2 separate regions of the Oryctolagus cuniculus genome follow, and region 2 is linked to region 1. A link is a contact called in public Micro-C data. All regions are on one chromosome and are shown on one strand. Each heading gives the region's core, a stretch centred on a gene start, on an enhancer-like site or on the middle of the called end of the contact. The rest is flanking DNA. Distances are from core to core; before and after follow the strand shown.

Region 1 (5,195 bases), core at 1,272-3,771:
CCGGTGTCTCCCACACAGGCGTGCTGCATCCGCACCGGGCCACTGAGGCCACGCCAGCCCGGTGCCTCCCACACAGGCCTGCTGCACCCACACCGGGCCACTGAGGCCACACCAGCCCAGTGCCTCCCACACAGGCCTGCTGCACCCACACCGGGCCACTGAGGCCACGCCAGCCCGGTGTTTCCCACACAGGCCTGCTGCACCCACACCGGGCCACTGAGGCCACGCCAGCCCGGTGCCTCCCACACAGGCCTGCTGCACCCACACCGGGTCACTGAGGCCACGCCAGCCCGGTGCCTCCCACACAGGCCTGCTGCACCCACACCGGGCCACTGAGGCCACGCCAGCCCGGTGCCTCCCACACAGACCCCGGTGAGCACCAACAGCCTCTGGGCCGCACGCCTGTCCCTGGGGGTGAGCCCAAACCCGGCAGGAGTCTCGGCCGCGCCTCACCGGTTAAAGACCTTGAAGACGATGGCTATCTGGTCGTCCACGCGCAGCACCCCGATCTTGCACAGACAGCACAGGAAAGCAGCAAAGGCTGCTTCGTGCCCTGGGGAGAGACACCGGCCACGGCCACGGCCACGGCCACGCTGAGTCTTCCACAAACAGAGCCGCGACTGACCCTGCTCTCCCCGAGCCCACGTCACAGGTCAGCGGCCCTGGGAGGGGGCTTGATGCCAAGGCACTGGGGCTGCTTTCCCGTCCAGAAAGAACCAGGCCCTGCAGCCAGCCCAGGACCACCCGCTGCCTCCTCCGGGGCCCGGGCCGCTGACTTCCCCAACGGGCCTTTAGACGTAGCTGGCCGGCTCATCAAACCACTCAGCGACTCCTCTCTACGTATTCCTTAAGGATTCAATTTATTCAAAAGGCAGAGATACGGAGGGAGAGGGAGAGGGAGAGGGAGAGGGAGAGGGAGAGGGAGAGGGAGAGGGAGAGGGAGAGGGAGAGGGAGAGAAGGAGAGGGAGAGAGAGGGAGAGGGAGAGAGGGAGAGAGGGAGAGAGAGGGAGGGAGAGGGAGAGAGGGAGAGAGAATCTTCCATGCGTTGGTTCACTCTCCAAATGGTCACAACACCAGGTCACAGCCAGGAGCTGCCTCCGGGTCTCCCACGTGGGTCAGGGGCCCAGCACTTGGCCGTCCTCTGCTGCTCTCCCAGGTGCATTAGCAGGGAGCTGGACAGGAAGTGGAGCAGCCGGGACTGGAACTGGCGCCCGAGCGGGATGCTGGCGCTGCAGGCAGCGGCTTACCCACTGTGCCACGGTGTGCCCCTCTCAGTGTTTTCCAGTCTGGGGCGGGCTTTGTGGTGCAGAGGGATAAGCTGCCACCCACGACGCCTGCTCCCCGCGTCAGAGCACCCATTTGAGCCACCCTTGCGATGCAGCTCCCTGCTGGGAGTGCGAGAGGAACCAGTCGATGAAGGAGCTCTTTGTGCCTCTGTCACTCTTTCAAACAAATAAAAGAAATAAAGTTTTACGTAATTTTCACTTGAAAGGCAGAGTGAGAGAGGAGCCTTCCATCCGCTGGTTCACTGCCCAAATGCCCACGGCAGCCAGAGCCGGGCCAGGCCGAGGCCAGGGCCAGGAGCTCCATCCGACCTCCTGCATGGATGGCAGGCAGGGCCGGTCTCAGCCACCACTGCGGCCGCCCGCCAGTGCTCCCGGGAAGCAAAGCAGCCGACACGGCGCAGGCGTCCCAGGCGCCCCACCCTACCCACTGCACCTGCTACGTGGGCACTCCGACCTCCGACCCCGCAGGGAAGACAGGCGTTACACCCGACTCCCGCACCGTGTCTGCTCACAGACTGTCCAATCCCAGGTGCCGGGGCAGAGCCCACACACGCACACCTGTCCCCTCCCTAAGGAGTCGGATGGAGACCACTAATAAAACCGGGAGCGAGGCCGGGAAGAGAGCTGCAGAAGAAGCAGGCTGGGGCTGCGGGGCGTCGCCCGTGTGGACACACACCAGCGCTGCATCAGGGCCACTGTCACGTCAGCCACGCCAGGCTCAGCCGTCGCCGTCACCCGGAGAGCCCAGCGTGGCTGCCAGCAGCAACGGCGGCGCACGCTGGCAACAAGGAGGAAGAGCCCCGCCTTCCTTCCCAGGGTGCACCCAGCAGGAGTGGCCGGCCCCGCATGGAGGGCCAGCGGCAGAGCCGGGCAGGCCCAGAGAGCTGCGGCTGCAGCAGCGAGCGGCCATCGCCACTGCCCCGCCTCCCCGGGCCCCTCTGGCTCCCTGCTTGCTGGACCTGGCCCCATCGGCAGGGGACAGAGCTTTCCCAGGCCCCAGCTGCAAGAGGGCCTGTGCGCCACCTCCCCAGATGGAAAGGAAGGTGAGCCCTGCAAACAGGGCCGCCCTGGCCGGGGCCACGCATCCCTCTCAGCCAGGCTGGCCTGGACGACAGAGCCAGAGCTCAAGAGCACAGCCAAAGAGACGAAGAGACAAGGGCAGGGCCGTGGCCGTGGCGCAGCTGGGTAAGCCACTGCCTTCGATGTCGGCATCCCAGTTCAAGTCCCGGCCGCCCCATGTCCGATCCAGCTCCCTGCTGAGGTGCCGGGGAGGGCAGCAGAGGATGGCCCACGTGCTTGGGCCCCTGCCCCCTGTGGGAGACCCGCAGGCCTGCTCCAGCACTGGCTGTGGGGGTCATCTGGGCAGTGACCGTGTGCTGGCACATCTCTCTCTCCCCATCTCTGCACCTTTGCCTTCCAAAATACTGTAAGATCTTTAAAAAAGAGGGAGGGGCCAGGGGAGTGCACACGAGGCTGCAGTGGTCAGCAAGAAGCTCTCCCTCAGGCCGTCCGCCAGCAGCTGCCCGAGGCGCAGCCAGCGAGAGATCGCCCGGGTGACGTGCGCTGTCAGCGCTGTGCACGCAGGCAGCACGTCTGCGGCACCGGCGCCCCCTGGTGGACCAGGCCGAGGGCCGCGGCTCCAGGCCGCCCACACCGCCACGCCCCCACCCACGGGGGCCCTGAGCAACATGCGGCCCCCACCAGCAGGCAGGGCCTGCGAGCGGCAGCTACCTGTGCCGTAGTCGATGCGCGTGGAGTTGCCCACGGACTCCTTCAGGTACACGGCCACCTCCGGCACAGCAGCTGCCAGGTGGGCGGGCACCACGGCGGCCACCAAGCCCTCTGCTTCCTGATAACAAGAGACACCAGGTGGCCGCGGCAGATTCGGCAGCGTCTGGCCTGGCTCCCCGCTCTGCCGGGCCACAGGGGCAGGCAGAGAGCTGGCTCCACGCAGCAGCTTGTCCCGCGCACCCCTCCCTCCAGGGCACAGGTGGCGGCGGGGGGAGGGGGAGCGTGGAGGGGGGTCGGGAGAGCTACCCCTCAGCTCTCCCTCTGGGAACTCACTGGGGCTCGGGACCACTGTCCCGCGGCAGCTGGGTTGGCGCCCTGAGTCTACCCAGAGACACACGCCAGGGTGTTCCGAGAAGCCGAGGGGTGGGACCCGCGGAAAAGCCCATCACGGGCAATGAAGACCTGTGCCGTATACACGGTGGAGTCCACACTGCAGAGAGCCAGACCTGTGGCGTCACAGGACCACCGCCTGGGTCTGAGACACGCGTCAGGTTCAAAAACAAAATCAACTTAGGGATGGAAACCAGACGAGTCTGGGAGGGCACACGAGGGCCCTGCAGGAGCACTGGAATGTCTACGGCCTGACACGGGGGGCAGCGTGCGGCTGAAAGCCTGGAGATCCACGCTGCGGCTCTGCTTCGCCAGCCACCTCTGCTACAGGCCACCAGATCTTCAAGAGGACTAGGCTGTCGCAAGCCCGCAGGCTGCCCCAGGCAGGGCGTGTGCGTGTGTGCCTGTGCACGTGCGCGCCCCCTCCCCTCCGCTCACTGCCCACGGTGCGCCCAGCACTAGGACTGAGCTGACCCGAGAGTGTCCTAGAAGCGGTGGGGGTCTGGCCCCCCAGGCCTGACCTGCGCCCACACTGCTTTCCCACGGAGGGGCTGCCATCCTGCATTTCCGTGTCCGTCTGAGCAGGTAACACCTGCTCCGGCTGAGGGAGCCCCCGGGTCCTCCCACCGAGGTCCCTGAGCAAACGGTGGCTCACCACAGCCACTGGCCCCTGGCCCCTCTGTCCTGACGGCAGGTCAGCGAGTCCTCCCACGAGTTCCCCACACAGCCCCCTCGTCCTCTCCCGCGGCTGCATGGCTGTCCAGTGTGGATGGACGGCTTTATTTAACGGCCCCCACCAGCCCCTGGACAGACAGCCCCGTGTCAGCCCCGTGCCGAGAGCGGCGCCAGCGCAGCCGCAGTCCCCGCCGATGGCGGGGCAGTTACGAGCACTTGGATCTGGTGGCTGACTCGCAAATTTGCACCTGGGACCCGGACATGCAGGGCTCCAGACACCTGCTCTCGGCAGCGCCGCGCCGGCCCGCGGCAGCCTCACCTCATCGAGCTTGGCGTACCAGGTCCTGTAGGCCTTGTTCCCGAATCGAGAGGGCTGGTCCACGGGCGGGGTCTCATCGATCCAGCGGTCCAGCGTGTCCAGGAGGGCCAGCAGCTTCTCTACGGCCTGCAGAGGCGAAGCGCGAGGGGCCAGGCCCCGTCACTAGTGGACCCCAGGGTGGGGGGCCAGGCCCTGTCACTAGTGGACCCCAGGGCGGGGGGCCAGGCCCTGCCCGAGGGGACCCAGGCCGGCACGGACTGGCTGCTCTCCCCGCTCTCCCCGTTTCTTCCTAGCTGTCCTGAAAATGAAGGCGGCTCAGAGCAGGACGAACACGAGGCTGAGGGGCCGGGCCGGGGTGTCTCTGGCCGGCCTACCAGGAGGCACTGGACAACCACCGGCTCCAGCCCAGGTCGCACGTGGTCTGGTGCCGAGCTCGGGACGCCACCCATCAGGGGTGCGGCCCCGCCAGCCCTGGCACAGGCCCGAGTGTCGTAGTAGGCTGAAGGCCACGGGCCTGGGTCCTGGTCCTGCGTGAACGCCCTGCAGTCGCCATGAGACCACATGCAAGAGACCTGAGCTCCCTGAGCACGGGCTGGGGATGCGCAGCCGCAGGCCCCCGCAACTGCCACGCACGGCACCTGCTCACGGGGACAACATGGGAGCAGGAGTTCCCGCCAGCCCTTAACGAGGGGGCCGGCGTGGGTCCTCCCGCAGCCGACCCTGTGGAGAGCTGGGTGCTGGGCCACCAGGAATGGGAAGGGAACTGGTGTCGCAGGTGGGGGTGGCTCAACGC
Region 2 (5,195 bases), core at 856-3,355, 390 kb before region 1:
TTTACAACCTTTTTAAAACTTATTGGATAGGCAGAGTGAAAGAGATCTTCCATCTGCTGGTTCACTTCCCAAACAGCCACACGACCTAGGGCCGGGAGCTCCATCCGGGTCTCCCGCGTGGGTGCAGGGGCCCAAGCACTTGGGCCACCCTCCACTGCTTTCCCAGATGCATCAGCAGGGAGCCGGATAGGAAGTGGAGCAGCCGGGTCTTGAACCAGTGCTGCTATGTGGGATGCCAGCACTGCAAATGGAGGTTTAACCCACTCCACCACAACGCTGGCCCCAACTAACTTGTCTTTTAATTCTGGTTTCCCCAAGTGTTTCTTTATGTTATTTTGTAATATAAATTATTTATTTGGAATTATATATATTATATAAATAATTTATTTGGAAGTCAGAATTACAGAAAGAGAGGCAGAGATACAGAGAGAGAGAGAGGTCTTCCATCCGCTGGTTCACTCCTCAAAGGGCTACAACGACCAGGGCTGGGCCAGCCTGAAGCCAGAAGCCAGGAGCTTCATCAGGGTCTCCCGTGTGGGTGCAGGGGCCCAAGCACTTGGGCCGGCCTCTGCTGCATTAGCAGGGAGCTGGTTCGGAAGCGGAGCAGCCAGGACTCGAACCGGCACCCACAAGGGATACCAGCATCACGGGCAGCGGCTTAAACCACCACGCCACAATGCTGGCTCCAGCACTCAGCTCTTAAATTCACAGCTCTGAGTTTTCCCCTGTGTGGCTGCTCCCAGACCTCCCCACCAGCGGGAGACACAGTCCCTTCTCAGCGCCTGCGGAGGCGGGGGTCCCCTGGGTCCTGCCCTGGTCACACCTGCTGCTCTGGGCCCAGGCTGCCCGCGAGGCTGTCCCCTTTGCAGGTCTTTCTCAGGCCCTGTTGCAGCACAGTCTCACTGTCCCCCACCTCGGGCTCCCCCAGCCCCCAGACACCTGAGCCGGCCACTGCCCTTCTTGTACCCCAGAGCTCGGTGCCCCGGCTCAGTCTGAACTCTGCAGAGCAGTCTTTGCCCACAGCCCGCGCGAGGGGACGGAGGAGGGACGGGACGTCCCAGGTTGCAAAAGTGGCCCCTGCGGAGCAGGACACGCCCACGGGCTGTCTGACTCCTGCACCAACACTCTTTCCGCTCCACTGCACACACGCGTGAAGGAATGAACACGTGACCTAGCACCAGGCTGTCCTCAGACGCGAAGCTCCCTTTGGAAAAACCCTGCGGCCACGGCTTGCCCGCCGGATTTAGCTGGTGGTCACTCTCTTGGCTGGAGAAGAGGACGAGGGCGTGGTGGGGATAGCAGGCAGGACGGGGTGGGGGGGGGCAGCGGGACGCAGCATCGAGGGGCTGAGCTGGCTCTGGGGGAAGCCCCCTGCACTGGTGACTTTGCTTCCGGGGCGGGGGGGTTGCTCTTTGCCCAGCGCCCGGAGCCTGCCCTTGGAGAGTGAGAGGCAGAGGCGAGGCCCTCACCGGCCTGTGGTTTGCGTGAAGAGCAAAGCTTGCGTAAAATGGAGGCCCTGGCTGCCGCCCAGGCCCTGTCCCTGGCTGAGTCACGCTGGGGAGAGAGGGAGGACAAAGCAGAGCCCAGAGCCCCTCGGGTTTCCAGCTGGCCCAGGCCTCCCGCGAGGGCCGGGGTACGAGGCTGGAAGCAGCGCCAGGCCTGGGCGGCTGGGGGAGGGGTGGGGGAGGAGGGCAAGGGGTTGGGACCCTGAGCTGGAGTGGGGTCCAATCACCCTCAGCCGCACACGGCTCTGCTCCGAGGCCCCAGGCCCCTGGGCCTCACGCAGCCCCGAGGCCCTGCACCAGGTACGCGGCCGAACCTCAGCAGAGCAGGTGGGAGTGGGGGAGAAGCGTTTACACACACACACAGGTGTGCACACACACACAGGCGTGCACACACACGCAAGCACGCGTGCACACACGCATACACGCACACACACATGCGCACACGCCCTGGTAATGCCTGAAAACATGCCAGGCACGTCGCCCGCCTGCAGGGGCTGGCTGGGTTTCCGGGCATGAGATAGGAGGCGCAGGGCCTCCTGGGGCTGTCACGCCGGGCTGCAGCTTGTGCCCAGGCAGGGGCGGGGTGGCCTTGGCAGGCTCCGGCCTCAGGCGTGCCGCTCCCCAGCCCTGGGATGACTTCCCGGCACGCAGAGCGCACGCACTCCCTTTCTGCTCCCCCGAGACCCTGGGTGGGGTTGGAGCGTCCAGCTGGGTCCAGCCACACCCCGCTCCGGGCTTCAGCCCCCGCTCAGCCAAGCCCTCCCCACGCCCCGGGGCTCTCTGCGGAGTCTTTTATAGATGTTGGTTGAGTCACGTCCTTATCCTGAACCCCAATTTTCTCATCTCTAAAATGGGGATCCTAACAGCCCCACCCATGAAGACAGCCGCAGGGAGACAATGAGCTCACACATGGAAAGCACTGGGGGCCGGGACACAGCTGGCTAATTGCTGGCATTAATTTGGCGGCTAGGGTGGAACACCCCAAGCCGAGGCCGGGTCTCTGCTCCCCCTGTCTGGGAGTGAGAGCCTGCTCTCTCTGGCCAGGTCCTACACTTGGCTGGAAGCCAGACTGGGTCCGCTCAGCCTCTGGGCCCCCTCCCCCCCCTGGGGGGGGGGCTTGGTGGTCTCGTCTCTCCGCGGCCGCCCTTGGCATGCTCAACGGTGACAGGGTCCCAGTGCCAGCAGCCAGACTCCTGCTTGGAGAATGCGCGACGGGAAACACAGTGAGGAGGGGGCTGCTGGCAGCGAGGGGCGTGGCCGGCCACCGTGTCCTGTCTGTGCCAGCGCAAGGTGACAGCGGGCAGGCCCTCCTGCGCGGGCAGTGTCCTGGAGCCCCACGTGGTCGGGACAGGTGACCGAAACTGGCTTTTGGAGGAGGGGAGGCTTTGCTTCCAGGGGCGCTGAGCACCCAACAGAGCAGAGGGGGGTAGCCCCGCCTCCGAGGCAGGGCAGAGGGGCAGCGAGGACCCCGGGGGCCAGGGCTTTGCTGCAGGGAGGCCTCACGAGGCACAGGGCGGGATCCAGGGCTGGGCCTCGTGTGTCCTGAGTGGCTGCCGTGTTTACGGTGGCTTTCCCGCAGTAAAGTGTCCGCGCCCCGTGTCCCAGGTCTGGGCCTGCGTTTGAAGCCCCACTCCCGCTCCTGACTCCAGCTTCTTGGTGATGCGGATCCTAAGCGGTCAGGTGCCGCTCACAGGGGATTCCTGCACTTTGACCCCGCGCTGCCCCGGCGGTTGTGGGTAGTTAGGGAGTGAACCAGAGGAGGGGAGCCCTGGCTCTCTCTCCCCACCCCCGTCTCTCCGCCTCTTGAATAAAGTAGAAAACAAACGAAAAATCGCCTGCCCTCTGCGTGAAGTTGTTGCCCCTTTGAATCCCAGCTGCTAAAATACCAGCAGTAGCAGCGATGGTCTGCAGTTCAGCCGGCACAGTTCTGTGGTCTCAGGGGTCCTGGGAGGCAGGTCTATCGTACCCACTTTAGAGATGGAGAGAGTGAGGCTTTGGGCGGTGCTCTCACAGGCAGGGGTGGCGCCTGACGGGGCCCAGGCACTCATGCAGGGTTGTGCTCCTTCCTGCTCCTGTAGGCTACGGGGGCAGGTACATGGCCTCTCCAGCCTCACCTTCCCCTCCCCTAAAAGCGGGGGGAGATTCACCGCACGAGATGGCTGAGGTAGCACTTTTCCAACGGTCAAGCTCCATGCTGGGTTTGCCACTACTCTGTGTGCTCTCCATCCCGCTCTGGGGTGTGTGGCGTGGACCTCGAAGGCCCAGATCAGCCGGGGTCTGGGGCAGCCTCAGCGTCGTGATTCGCGGGCTCGGGGGCTGGACCGATAGGCTGGTCTGAGAGTCTGACCACACCCGTGACCTTGACCCAGGAGGGTGTCGAGTCCTAGAACACTCGTTACACGGTGAAAGGCAGGTGAGGTCGGCCTCCTCCTTGGGGAAAGATGCCCGGCCACGGCGGCCATGGCGGCAGCCACGGGCCACGTGTGGTCCCCGGGGGCCCAGCGAGTGGGGAGCCCACACAGTCCGTTGAGATAACTCACACCGGATGGTGAGACCGGGCCCGAAAGAAAGTGTCAAGTGTCTGATGAGTGATTCCAGAATTCTGATTATGAGTGAAACAATGATGCCCTGCTGGGAGAACAGCTCGCTTCCCGCACCCCTGCTACTCTCAACGCCCTTCTCCTGCTACTTCCTGGAGTCGCAGAAACCCCTGGTTAAAGGCTCCGTCCGGTAGCTAGCACCCCTCCCTCCTTGTTTCTATCATTTTTAAAGGTGTACTTATTTATTTGAGAGGCAGAGCAGCAGAATCAGGGAGGGAGAGAGAGAGAGAGAGAGAGAGAGAGAGAGAGGTCTTCCATCTGCTGGTTCACTCCCCAAGTGGCTACAGCAGCCAGGACTGGGCCAGGCTGTCCATGCTGGTCTCCTGCATGGGTGGCAGGGCCCCAGGGACTTGGGCCCTCATCTGCTGCTTTCCCAGGCACCTTAGGAGGGAGCTGGATCAGAAGCAGGGCAGCCAGGACTCAGAACCGGCGCTCTGATGTGGGATGCGGGTGTCCCAAGTGGCAACTTAGCCCACTGCACCACGACGCCGGCCCCCTGTGCCCCTCATTTAGATGTCAGCTGTGACTCAGGAGAGTCACCCGTGCCCCTGACCACTGGCTGCAGACCAGGGGTTCTCACGACCCCTTGCTTGGGGTCAGGAGTGAGGGGCTCATTGCTCTCCAACAGAGCGGCCTGTGTTCTAAGGCACACAGACTCGTCTGAGCCCATGAGTGGGAACGGAGGGTGGGGTGGTGGGGTGGTGGGGTGAGGGTGGAAGGGACGGGAAGTTGGCTCAGGCTGAGTGTATTGCCGTGGGCTCTGCCATTTCTCAGAATGCCTGAGACTCGGTAGCTCATAGAGGGATCTGAGTCTTACAGGTCTGGGGCTGGGAAGTCCAAGGTCGTGTGGCTGCATCTGGGGAGGTGTGGGTTTCTCGCAGGTGCAGAGTCCCGAGGCAGCACCGGGCATCGCGGGGTGAGGCGGATGAGCTGCAGGAAAGAGCTTGCGCTCGGAACAAAGCTGTCGGCTCGATCACCCACCAACCCGCCAGGCACCTCCCGAAAGCCCCACCTCCAGATGCCGTTACTCCTGGCTCTGGGATTACTTTTCCCACATGTGATCTCTGGGGAAACTCCCGAGCCACAGCTC

Evidence for each region. A called contact is a pair of places that touch in the nucleus more often than the background predicts.
Region 2: a contact with region 1 is called in a Micro-C map of ear pinna, with 2.4 times the contacts expected there. The contact joins two enhancer-like sites. A contact is called at or near these places in 2 of 6 Hi-C or Micro-C datasets (ear pinna and skin fibroblasts).

What each region holds. Positions count from the first base shown.
Region 1 is chr1:232,244,112-232,249,306 of mOryCun1.1, reverse strand. PTPA (protein phosphatase 2 phosphatase activator) reads right to left here. Exons shown (of 10, transcript NM_001082680.1): 4 at 4,403-4,528; 5 at 3,019-3,136; 6 at 454-553. Among named protein-coding and RNA genes, the nearest start is that of PTPA, 16 kb to the right of the region's middle. Within about 2 kb of position 2,521, at least 3 of the 8 cell types and tissues checked have an H3K27ac peak or open chromatin away from gene starts, as enhancers often do. A contact at or near this core is called in ear pinna, where this site is marked.
Region 2 is chr1:232,631,076-232,636,270 of mOryCun1.1, reverse strand. No RefSeq gene overlaps it. Among named protein-coding and RNA genes, the nearest start is that of PTGES, 15 kb to the right of the region's middle. Within about 2 kb of position 2,105, at least 3 of the 8 cell types and tissues checked have an H3K27ac peak or open chromatin away from gene starts, as enhancers often do. A contact at or near this core is called in ear pinna, where this site is marked.